3 separate regions of the Mus musculus genome follow, and all the other regions are linked to region 1. The links are chromatin contacts, called in public HiChIP or PLAC-seq maps. All regions are on one chromosome and are shown on one strand. Each heading gives the region's core, a stretch centred on a gene start, on an enhancer-like site or on the middle of the called end of the contact. The rest is flanking DNA. Distances are from core to core; before and after follow the strand shown.

Evidence for each region. HiChIP or PLAC-seq counts read pairs in DNA pulled down with a chosen protein or histone mark.
Region 2: a FOXA1 HiChIP or PLAC-seq map of pancreatic cancer cells shows a contact between it and region 1. The contact joins the promoter of Nxph4 here to the promoter of Rdh16 in region 1. A contact is called at or near these places in 2 of 39 promoter capture datasets (both in liver) and 1 of 115 datasets of contacts at active chromatin or transcription factors (pancreatic cancer cells).
Region 3: an HNF4G HiChIP or PLAC-seq map of pancreatic cancer cells shows a contact between it and region 1. The contact joins the promoter of Apon here to the promoter of Rdh16 in region 1. A contact is called at or near these places in 2 of 39 promoter capture datasets (hippocampal neurons and liver) and 1 of 115 datasets of contacts at active chromatin or transcription factors (pancreatic cancer cells).

What each region holds. Positions count from the first base shown.
Region 1 is chr10:127,799,026-127,802,934 of GRCm38.p6, reverse strand. It overlaps Rdh16 (retinol dehydrogenase 16), which reads right to left and starts at 1,782. Exons shown (of 4, transcript NM_009040.3): 1 at 1,425-1,782. The coding sequence starts at 1,737.
Region 2 is chr10:127,533,110-127,537,347 of GRCm38.p6, reverse strand. Nxph4 (neurexophilin 4) reads left to right here and starts at 2,789. Exons shown (of 2, transcript NM_183297.2): 1 at 2,789-2,972. The coding sequence starts at 2,916.
Region 3 is chr10:128,252,385-128,256,091 of GRCm38.p6, reverse strand. It overlaps Apon (apolipoprotein N), which reads right to left and starts at 1,961. Exons shown (of 2, transcript NM_133996.3): 1 at 1,811-1,961; 2 at 191-1,657. The coding sequence starts at 1,637. The coding sequence ends at 882. Timeless (timeless circadian clock 1) reads right to left here. Exons shown (of 29, transcript NM_001164081.1): 29 at 3,151-3,707.

The DNA.
Region 1 (3,909 bases), core at 533-3,032:
ATCTCCACAAAATACACTGTGTGAAATTTTCTGCGAAAAGGAGAGACTGCATTTTTTTCCATTGGGTTTTCTCCTGGCTTTTTTGCTTGATCCTTGTTTCTTTCTTTTTTTTTATGATTGTTTGTTTTTTTCAGTTTACTTGTATTGCTTTTAGTTGGGGGTTTAATTTTGCTTTTGTTTCTGAGAGAGAGAGACAGAAAGAGAGAGAGAGAATAAGAACTTCTATGACTGGGACATGGAGAGGATCTAGGAGAAGCTGGAGAAAGGGAAATACAATCTAAATGTTTGCATGAAAAAAATCTAATAAAAATATATACAGTAGATTTTTGATCCTGGGATCCCAAAATACACATGCTTGCGGACTCGGGATGGACTAGAAGTATCTTAAGACAGTTCTTGGGACAATGGAACGAGCTGAGTGTGGTGACACCATCTGCTGATGCCAACAGGAAGGAGCTGAGAAACGTCCATCAGATGGTGACCAGGTCCATATCTAGAGCTCTGCCTCAAACTCAGGAGCCAGAGGAACACAAAGGGAACAAACAATACCCAGTGCCAAGGCCTGCTAAATGCAGTGGGGCGTGGATAAGGGTCAAGTTATTTTAATTCATTCTATATTATTGCTGAAAAATGTTCTTTAAGTGGTAATGTTGCTTGCCTTCTTAAACTGGAAAGAATGCATATACATTATACATACAAGTCAAAGGGTTAACTACTTTGTATCCACTGAATAGCAAATTGTATGCTAATTGTAGTTTGACATGTCTAGAGTTTTGAATAATAACTGTTTTCCTTTCATTTTTTAAATAAATTTATTGTTTAAAACAAATGCTGGAGAGAGAAAAAGGGAGAAACAGATGGAAAAGCAAGTTAGTGTGTGTGTGTGTGTGTGTGTGTGTGTGTGTGTGTGTGTGTTTTCTAGGTGAAAGAGAGACCACTTCCTACCTTTTTCTGTCCTAAGTTTTCCTTGACTTTGGGCTTAAGCACGGCAATGATTATGGCTCTCCCTGCCATGGTGCACAGGTAGTGCATGAGAACATGTTCCAGAACTGGGAGAGCAGGTGCACGCTGGCACATGACCTTCACAGAGACCAGGTCCCAGGAGCCCAGGGCTCTCCTCCCTCCTCACAGTCTCTATCCTAGGACTCAGCAGCCAACAATCCTGTCTTTCTACATACAAAGTCAAAGAGGACAGATAACAATTGCAAATGAAATCTTCCCAAGGCACCAGTTGGCTAAGAACACACAGCTTAGAGGATTAAGTTTCTAAGTAACATGAAATACTGATGTGCTAGAGAGGGGCAGAGTCTGCAGTTACACCAACTCCACCCTGACCCCCACCAGGAATTGTTTCAAGACTACACAGGCCTTCCCTTCACACACATAGAGAACACCAACAGCACCAACAGGACTCTCATTGGTACCTCTGTTCCCAACATGCTCCTTCACCCACTGAGTGGCTGTCACAATACTCTCTGTCTTGGTGACATCCAGGATCACTGTCTCCAGCCTGTCAGATGTCTTGTTCCTCAGCTCCTCGGCTCCCTTCTCCGTCAGACATGCAGCCAGCACCCTCATGCCTCTCCTGTCCAGCTGTCTGGCCAGCAGGGTCCCAAAGCCAGAGTCACAGCCCGTGATGAAGACATATTTGTCTTGGAGATGGCTCACCACCTGCCTCACCCTGAAGAAGCGCAGAAGCGTCCACAGGCCCACCAGTGCCACCAGGTAGAGCCACATGGCTTGTAGAAGTCAAGCAGAGAGAGAGATACTCTGTGTCAAAATGAGCCTGGCCTCTGCTCACACAGGAAGGTGTAGACATCCAGGACTCCACCCTGCTGACGTACAGGCCTCTGCATTTTTTATAATTTTTGCTGCGCCGTGACTCTGGACTTTAACAGGCTTTGGGGCAAAAGTCATACAATGTTCTTTGACTTTATTTATCCATGCCAAGAAAAACACCTCTGATATTCAACAACACGGATATATTCTCTTATAATCCTTGCTTCCTGGAATCAGGTCAGAATACATGTTTGGTTCATTACACAGGGCCCACAATCCAGTCCCAGACTCACCTTGTGTCTCTGCATATTGCACTCTGGAACCACAAAGCAGGACCTTTTGAACAGAATCAAAATCTATTGGTAACCTGTACTTGGACTTAGGACAGCTTACAGGAGAGGACAGGAAGAGCTGGTGCCCTCCTAATACAGCAAGTTATGGAACATAGAAGGGCCAGCCCGAAACATGATAAATTGACCTCAAAGGAATACAAGGTGATGGGACTGGGACCCCAGACAAATCAGGACTCCCAGACCTGAATTGGGAAAGGAAATGACTTTAGATCTCAAGTGGCCCTTCTCCTGGCTACCTGCTTTAAAGCAGATATGAGTACAGATTCTTTTTGAGTTGTGATCTCCATTTGTGTCCTTGGCTTACAAAAGCCAGGAATTCTTGATTATTTTCTACAGAACCTCTAGAGTAGTGTGTGGAGCTTTGCATATGGCTCCTGGTTTTGAGAAATACCTGAATGACTCTCAGATTTCAGCTCAAAATAAACCTGATGCCTTCCTTCAGGAATGATGTCACAGTTCCCTTACCTGGCACTTCCACCACTTTCTGTCCCAACCAGTAAGGAATCAAGCTGTCCTTGTGCTCTCAAGAACCATGGTTCTATCAGGAAGAGGTGCAATAAGGGATTTATTACAGTTCTGCCTTAAGGTCTGGGCCTTGGTTATCAGTGGGTTATCTGTGTATCTGGAGCTGGGCCATTCTCCCTCCAAGCAGGCAGCTGCCCCTGCATCTGCTCTGCATTTGCCCTGCTGTTCCTTCTCTCCTGCGCCTGATTCTGTTTAACTTATGGCTGATATTACTTGTCATCCTGCCTCCACTTCTGTCTCTGCTCCTGCTTGTGCAGAAACTAATAGGACATCCTTCATGTGGCTATTAGCACACATGTCCCCAGAATCCTAGCTTTGAACTGCATCTTGTAAAATGTAGTACTAGGCTTTCTTGACCAAAGTTTTGTGCAGATATTGGTGCTTTGGATCTTGTCTCGCTTCAACAGTGAGTACACTAGAGCACTCCTTCTATGGACATTTTCCAATCTTCTCTCCTACAGTTCTTTCCTTATCAACCCTGATAGTGATGGACACTCTTGTTGGATCAAGGTCTTCTGGAAAATAGGAGGATCTAGATAGGACCCTGGAATTTTTGGGTAAAGTCAGAGAGAATAGGAAAGTGGATGTGGGTCTGTTGCAGGAGCCACAGGGCTGAAGAGAAAGTCTCAGGACACCTCGTTGATTCATGGAGGTTCCCTCAGTCCATCCATCCATCCTGAGATTCTCACACAAGCCAAAGGACAGTGCCAAGCTGTTCCTCTTCTCTGTCCTGAGGAGGGTGGGCTGATCCCATTCCTGGCCAGACCATGTGAATATTTAACAAGGCAGCTCTTCTGATCTCTGGGCTGTTCTGATCTGCTGAGGCAGATGGAAACAGAACCATCTACTGGGGTCAGGAGTCCAGTTCAGCCAGGTTAGGAAGCACTTTCTCCCAAAAGGCAGTTGTCTTAGTTAGGGTTTTACTGCTGTGAACAGACATCATGACCAAGGCAGTCTTATAAAAAACATTTAATTGGGGATGGCTTACAGGTTCAGAGGTTCTGTCCATTATCATCAAGGTGGGAGCATGGCAGTATCCAGGCAGGCATGGCACAGGAGGAGCTGAGAGTTCTGTCTTCACCCAAAGGCTGCTATTGGAAGACTGACTTCCAGGCAACTAGGGTGAGGATCTTATACCCACACCCACAGTGACACGCCCATTCCAGCCAGATCACACCTATTCCAACAAGGCCACACCTTCAGATGGTGCCACTCCCTGGTCCAAGGATATACAAACCATCACATTCCACTC
Region 2 (4,238 bases), core at 1,540-4,039, 270 kb after region 1:
GCTTCCGACATATGCCTCTCTCTCAACAAACATTGCAGACATTCCAGGAGTTGACCAGGAAAGGACTTACACTATCTTAGTTGTTCCAGATCTCCTTGAACCTCTTTCAAAGGGGAATGAACCCCTTGCGGAAGACTATGCAGCTTTACACTGTCCAGGACTGGGGGAGGGTTAGAACCCTGCTCTTCTAACAGCAGCAAACAATGCCTCCCAAAGGAGCTGTCCAGCTTTTCATCTCTGACCCTCCCAGGGTATTTCTCCTTTGAATCCTCCCCTCGGGGAAGCTTATGGGTAGATGAACATCCAAAGACAAGACCCTCCTTTTCTATCATCAATTTTATCTCCAACCTCATCCCTGAAGCCCGGCTATGAGATCTTCCTTGCTCCTCCAGACTCCTTATGACTCTGGGATGAGCGATCCTGCTGGGAATAAAATGGGGGTGGGGGTGGGGGTTGGGGGGGGGTCATTGTTGATCCTTAAATGTTGACTTGTGGCTCTTTCTGGCCACCAGGTGGCGTCTACACTGCTGTAACACTGCTTATCCTAAAGCTCCCCACACTAATTATGCACCTGCTGCCGAGGACCCTAGCCCAGCCTCTCACTTCCTTCCCTGGGGCTATTTTGCGCTGACCCTTCTACCCTCTGTCAGCCATCTTCCTTCCCTCCCCCAGAGTCTGCTCATTCCCCACCACCAGTAATCCCACCCTCTCCACCCCTTCCTTCTGCCAGCCTGCATCTGTAGCCCCCCCCCCCCCCGGAGCCACTGATTCTCTGCCTGTCACCTCAAGATCTCGGGTAGAACAAGACAGGCCCCCAACTGCTGCTTTAGAAAGCCTACCCCTTCGTTAGCACCCTCCCTCTCTGGCCAGGACCAGAAGGGTGCACTATCTTCAACCAAGCCAAATGCAAGGGAGTCTCAAAAACCAAAAAGGACACTGACTGATTCAGATCAGATTGAAAAGCAGATATTCTTAGATGGAAAGAGTCAGGGACAGAGGCAAAGACCCAGAGATAAGTACTGTGCACATGTGTGTATGTGTGCATGCACTTGTAATCTCTGAGAGAATTGGACGGCCTGAGATTAGCTAAAACGATGGTGATGGGGAGGGTCAGGTCTCCTACAGATAGATACTTTGGCCGTGGGCTTCTAGGCACCCAGGATGTGTGACCACCCTTTGCCTTCACCCAGAACTAAAGCAGCTCCTTTGCTTAGGGTCAGCCCTGGCCAGCCATTTGGCCTTGTCCCTGACACTTTGTCTCATCCTGCCTTTATTCGTTCAGCCCTGACTGCACCCCAAATCGCTGCTCCCTGGTTTTTGTCTCCTTGAGTGTCACCAAGTACACCCCTGTCCTTTCCCTGACCCTCTTTTCAGTGTCTGTCACTTCCTGTGTGTCTGTTATTTTCATATCCCTAGGCTTGTCTTTCAGATTGCCTGTGTGTGTGTGTGTGTGTGTGTGTGTGTGTGTGTGTGTGTGTCCCTGTGGGTATTTGCCTCTGTCAAGGCAAGAGGTACTTTGGGTACCTAGCTGTTTCTGTATATCACTGTATGCTACTGTGTGTATAAATCATGTGTGTCCGTCTCTGTGTGCTTATGTGCCTCTGTGTATGCTGGTCTGTATGTGAAGTGGCCTCACTGCTACAGTGTAGCAGGGTACTATTACAGTGGGGTAAGACTGGAGACACACCTTGGGATGTGTGTCTGTCTCTTCATCTCTTTGCATGGTCCTATCTCTTGCTGTCTAGGTGTTGGTCATACTACCTACTCAGCCTCAGACACAGCGCATAGCAACAGCTGACAGCTGAAGACTCCCTGGGTAGGGGAGAGAGAGAAAGACCAGTGGGAGGAGGAAACACGAAGAAACAGCCCTGAGGATGAGAACAGAGACCGTGCTGGAGCTGGGGACAGAGAGAGACAAGGACAGAGATAGACAGGGAAGGGGACGGGATGAGAAGAGCTGAGAGTGGAAGATGGGATTGTGGGAGAGAAAGCACAGGGCTCGTACCAAGAGGGGCAGAAGGCACTGAGGACTTCCTGCCTAGCACCAAACAAGGGTGCTCTGGATCAGGCCAGGGTCAACAGTGCGGATCAGGGGCTAACTTAAAAGAGCCGGTTTAGCCAAGGGGTCCGGGGGCCGCAGAGGTGCCGCGGGGCGGGGACAGGGCGGCGGGCGCCGTTTGTCAGCCCTATTGACAGACGTGATGGGGTTTCCGTCCGTGATCAATGATTCTCATCTCCAGGCCGAATGAGCCGCGGGGCGCCCATCCATCCCCGTCAGCGCCGCGCTCAGTGCTAGTCGCCCGAGGCCCCGCCCGCCCTCACCTCGGTCCCTGTCCGGATCACTGCCCTAGACCTACCTCTGCCAGGATTATAGAAACACCCCCCACCCATCCACCTCGGGCATCACAGGACAGGGTCCTGCTGCGTTCCCTAGCCTGTGTATGGGAACTCATGCTCCGCGACGACCCCTTCCCGCTCACAGTTCAGGGCCTAGAGTCCCACGCCCTATTGTAGCCCTCATCTGCCCCAAGACCTGGCGTCTTTGGGGTGCTGCTCCCCAAACCCCTTGCCCCTCTCCAGCTTCACACCTGAGCCAGGGGTGTGTCCAGGGTGTGTCACGGTGAAAGTCACCTTCCTTGCCCCCAGCTGGGCGGGAGGGGGCGCGCGGGGCGCGGCCGGGATTGGAGCACCGCGGAGCCCCGCCCCCCCACCCCGCCCGCCCGACTCAGACCCAACTTTCTCCCCCGCCCGCGCCCCGCCCCCAGCGCCTTGCTCCGCTCCGCGCTCAGTCCGCGGGCCGAGCCGCCCGCTCCCGCTGCTCGCGCCGCCGCCCTCTGCCCGGCGTCCCTCACCCTGAGCCCAGTCCTGCCGGACTCGGGACCCGCCCTGCCCGACCCGCTCGACCGCTCGGGAAGATGCGGCTGCTCCCGGAATGGCTCCTCTTGCTCTTTGGTCCTTGGCTCCTTAGGAAGGTAAGGGTGGCAGAGCCAAGGTGCGGGGTCCGGGACACGAAGAACACTGCATGCCAGGGGGCTCCGCGCGTCCGCCCCGCCCCCAGGACTAAGCGTCCCAACTTTGTGCGTCGTGGGGGACGTGGACAGACAGACTGCCCGCTTTAGGACTGGCATGCACCCAGCAAGTTGGCTGAGGGTTAGAAGAAGGTGCAGGGTGGAGGCCCGGCTCCAGTCGGATTCAGGCGCGACGGGGGGAGGGGACGAAGCGCGACCCGCGAGTGCGCCAGACAGAGAAGGAGTGCGAGACAGACAGACAAGCCAGCGGGTGTTAGCCTAGCCTTCTTTCCGCACCTACCTCGCTTGCCTCCCTCTGTCTGTCTGTCTGTCCTTCCACCTCTCACCCTCCACCTTCCCATTCCTCTTCTCCTTGTCACAATGCCAGGTAAGCTCTGCGATCCGAGCATACATTATCCAGGCACACGCGCTTACACGGACCCACACCAGCAGGGCTGAACTTGGCTACAATCTTCCATCCCATTTCCCGCGGAGACACCATCTCCCCTGCATAACCTCACAGACACACCCCCCTCTCACGCCTGGTGGTTGTTGTCTGGGAGGGGAGTCTCTCCTTACATCTCCTTCCTGCCCCCACCCTTCTCACTGTCTCTTTTCCTGGGGTTTCTGGGTGAAGACCCAAAGGCTAAAAGGGCCCAGAGCTCATCCTGCCCGACTCTTGCCTTGAGATCTTCAGCCCATATGGGCTCACAGTGCGGACATGGAGTGTATGGGTTAAAACCAGCCCTTGTATGCATGTGTCCAGGGAATCCAGGCACTGGGACCCAAGGTGAATGTCTATGTTGGCATGCCATGGTGGAGACATTGTCTTTGCATGGTTGATTGTGCCTGCTTCAAAGCACTGCCATCTATTTGTGCCCTGAAGTGTGACCCACAAGGGTAGTTTAGACTCTGCCCCCAACTTCCTTTCTCAACTATGACCTACCCAGTTTAAGGGCAACCAGTTGGCTCCACAAGCCCTCACTCTTGGACCTCAATCCCCAGTCTTTAAGAGAAACCAGTAATTCTCCTCCAAAACGCTTGGACCCCAGGCCTGGTGTGGTGTCCTCATAACTACAATAGGGTAGACACTGCCCCAGTGAGCCAGTTAGTAGAGCCCTTGGATTCTCCCAAGCCTATCTGCCTAGTGACCTTGAGAGAACGGAAACTGGGCAATAAATAAATAAATAAATAAATAAGAAAGAATGAACGAATGGATGGATGGATGGA
Region 3 (3,707 bases), core at 712-3,211, 450 kb before region 1:
CCCTCTCTAGGTACAGAAGGAACCACAGAAACCCAGTCGAGAAATCCTGGAAGTCAGGCAAGAACGTTTCAGCCCGAGGCAAGAGGACCACTCCAAGCTCAAGGCTAGCATGAATTTTGTACTGAGTTCTGGGCCAGCTGGAGCTATGAATTTATATTAAACTTCCTTAAAGCTCCCAAATCAGTGAGTTCAACATAGAAGCAGCTTTTTATTTGTCTCATCAGTTTAAGAATTAACAGAAGTAGGCTTAGTGGTGAACGGCTTGTCTAGTATTCCTGAGTCCCTGGGTTCAACCCCAACACTACAAAAACAGAAGTGAGGGCACAGGTCTATAATTCTAGCACTTGGAAAGCTGAAGTAGGAGTCCCATAAATTTGAGGCTGGCCTGGGCTATATAGTAAGGGCAATGGCCACAAAGCAAGACAATCTCAAAATACCAGAACAAATACAGACATGGTGGTGCACACCTTTAATCTCAGCAGGTGGAGGCAAAGGCAGGTGGATCTCTGAGTTCCAAGATAGACAGAGTTACCCAGGCAGACCCTGTCTCAAAAACAAAACAAAACAAAACAACAAACCTTCCTTTCCTTAATATCCCAAAACAATATGAATACAACCAAGGCCCAGAATTCAGCTGGGAAATTAAAAAGCATTAAGCAAGGAATTAAAAAGTATTAAAGAGGGAAATTGCAATACCCATAGCATTTAGAAACTGAAAGACTGAAGTCATATCAAGTGTCTTCACACATTAGGATCAAAGGAAGACAATGTATGAATTTGTAAAATGCAGCCAGCGTCTAGCTACACACCGTGGGCAGCTGCTGTGTGCACACCTACTAAAGGGCTATGAGAAAGTTCATTCCATGCCTAGGAGGCCGTGTCTATCCAAAATAGGTCTGAAAATATTCCCACACAAGGTTCACAAAAATACGCTTTAAAACGACTGCAAGCTGAGCAACGAGGTATACTCGATCTTCAACGGGAATCTTGGCGTCTTTAAGTTCTGGGCTACTCATCAGCCTCCTGGCTACTTCATTCATACTTTCCCAAGACTCCATGGTACAGTGCTGGGTGACATTGACTACAGAGGCCTTGAACTCTCTTACTAGGTCAATAGGAGGGAGCTTGTTCGCCGTCTCCAGCAGCACCTGGGCCATATCGTACAACACCCACCCGGGTTCATAGGTGCACGCCTCAGGCAGGGTAACTGAGCGCCGGACCCTCCTCATATCCCCAGGGGATGGCACCAGATGCCTCAGAATGACTTCATTGTTGCCGATCCCTTCCTCCTGGCTACTCTTTTGACTCTGGAGGACCAGGGTTTCCGCGCTGTCTTTTCCTCCCATTTCACTGATCCGAAGCTGCAGACTGTAGGCCTCGGCAGGGCAGCCAATGTTTTCCAGGACAACTCTCAGGGCTAAGAGGGACAAGAACTCAGACAGAGGAGCAGCGGGGAGCACCGTGTACAAGAGGTCCCGACAGGTAATGGGGGTTGGAGGAGGAATCTTGTTGGGGAGCACATTTGATGTGGGTTCAGTTCTTGTGACGGCTGGCAGGCTGCCATTCTGCGTCTTCCACGGAAAGGCGGTCACCGGGGACAGTAAGATACAGCCAAGAAGCAATGCAGCCTGGATCATGGTGGGTCCACAGGACAGCCCTGTTGTGAAGGAGCAGAGCTCAGGTGAGGAGGGCGCAAATATTCAACAGGAACAGGCACCAAGAATGGTCAGAGTTTGGTAGAGTCCTGGTCATTAGAGACTTCAGTTTCCCTGGACATAAGAGGGGGCCTCTTAGAGGCTGTTACCCTCACCTGTCTGGCAAGCAGCAGAGGAATGAAGTGGTTCTCTGTCTCACTCAGTAGGTCCCTAGTTGGAGCGGCTACCTTCCAGAGGTTAACTTCTTGTAGGTGATGACTGGAAACAAGTATTTACCACCTCTCTTTGGGTAGACTTTATCTGACCAGCTATTGCCCCATCCTGACAGGCAAGGCTCCTCCTTTGTGGCTAGGCGGTCCCTAGACCATAGTCCAGTCTCTGTAGCCTCTAGGCAGTGGAAAGTTTGTTCTCTTTTGAGACTGGGCCTTCTGTAGCCCTAGCTGGCTTGGAATTCAACTAGTTAGCCAAGGATGACCTTGGATTCTGATCCTTCTGCCACTATAACCCCAGTACGGGGATTTATGGGAATCTGCAACCAGGTGCAGTTGCCGTGGTACTGGGAATCAACTCCAAGGATTTATGCATGTTAGGCAAGCACATTACCAACTGGGCTACATTCCCAGTCCATGTGTCATGTTTACTTTAAAGATTTCCCAATCAAAAAATTTGAAAAATAGAACCTACAGCAAATCAAATCAAGTTATTACCAGAGCAGTCTTTTGAGTTTTTACCTTTATTGTTTTTTTTGTTTGTTTGGTAAGGTTTTTGTGGTTGTTGTTTCAAGACAGGCTTTCTCTTTGTAGCCCTGGCTGTCCTAGAACTCAATCTGTAGACCAGGCTGGCCTCAAACTCAGAGATATGCCTGTGTCTGCCTTTTAAGTGCTGGGATTCAAGGCGAATGCCCACAGAGGCCAGATGAGCTGGAGTTACAGCCAGTTGTAAGCCACCTGACATGGTTGCAAGGACTAAAAATTCTACTCCTTTGGAGAGAGTCTTACATGTTCTTAACCACTGAACCATCTCTCCAACCCCTATTTACTTTTTTGTTGAGATAGTCCTGGCTGCCCTGGAGCTAGGTAGACCAGGCTGGCCTTGAACACAAGGCCTCTGCCTCCAAGTGCTGAGATTAAAGGTATGAGCTACCATCACTCTTCTGGCTGCCTTCTAATTTTTTTGGACACTTTATAACCTAAGCTGGCCTAACTTCCTATATAGTCTAAGTATTCTTGCTTTAGTCTCCAGAGTGCTGGGATTATAGGCATGAGCCACCACCATACCTGTTTTGTTTCAAGACACAGTCTCAGACTCGTGGGTAAAAGGGATTTTTTTTGAGATTTTATCAAAGCCTCATGAGGAGCTGAACCAACAGGCATGTACCCTGTGGTCAGCAAGATGAAGCATCTTGTTACTTGTGGATAAGAGGAAGAAGAGGAAGAGGAGGAAGAAGAGGAAGAGGAGGAGGAGAAGGAAGAGGAGGAGGAAGACAACAAAAGTCTCTTTTTTTAAAAATTATATTTATTATCAAGCTGATTTTTTAAATTACATTTATTGGCCCACGCGTAGGGCTATATGACTCTTTCCTCTCCCTCATGGCAATTCTCTTGCCTCTGTCTCCCACACGATGGGATTAGCTCACACTACCAAGCTCAGTTCAGGACATGTCTTTTAATTTTACTCTTAAAAGTTCTTCCGAAGACACAACAGATGGCTGGCTGGCCGCTCTGAGATGAGCAACTGTTAATTGTACACATTTAATATGAAACACAAATCAGGGATGCTTGTCAGCTTGAGAGTGGTGCATCCCAGCTCTCCCTCAACTGTAGAAACGGGTTCAATCATGTGTCCTGGGATGAAAGAAAGAAAATGGGAGCAATCCAGTGCTTTGTGAGGACAGAATGAACAACCGTGCTGGGTTATAAAGCTCCCCGTCAGAAGCCAAGACGCAGTCCTTAGAGGAGGACAAGCCACCTTGAACCTTTCGCCACTCTTCATTTGCTACGAGACGGACCCAGAGACCGGCTGTGCACGCTGATGAACCTGGGGCAAGGACTG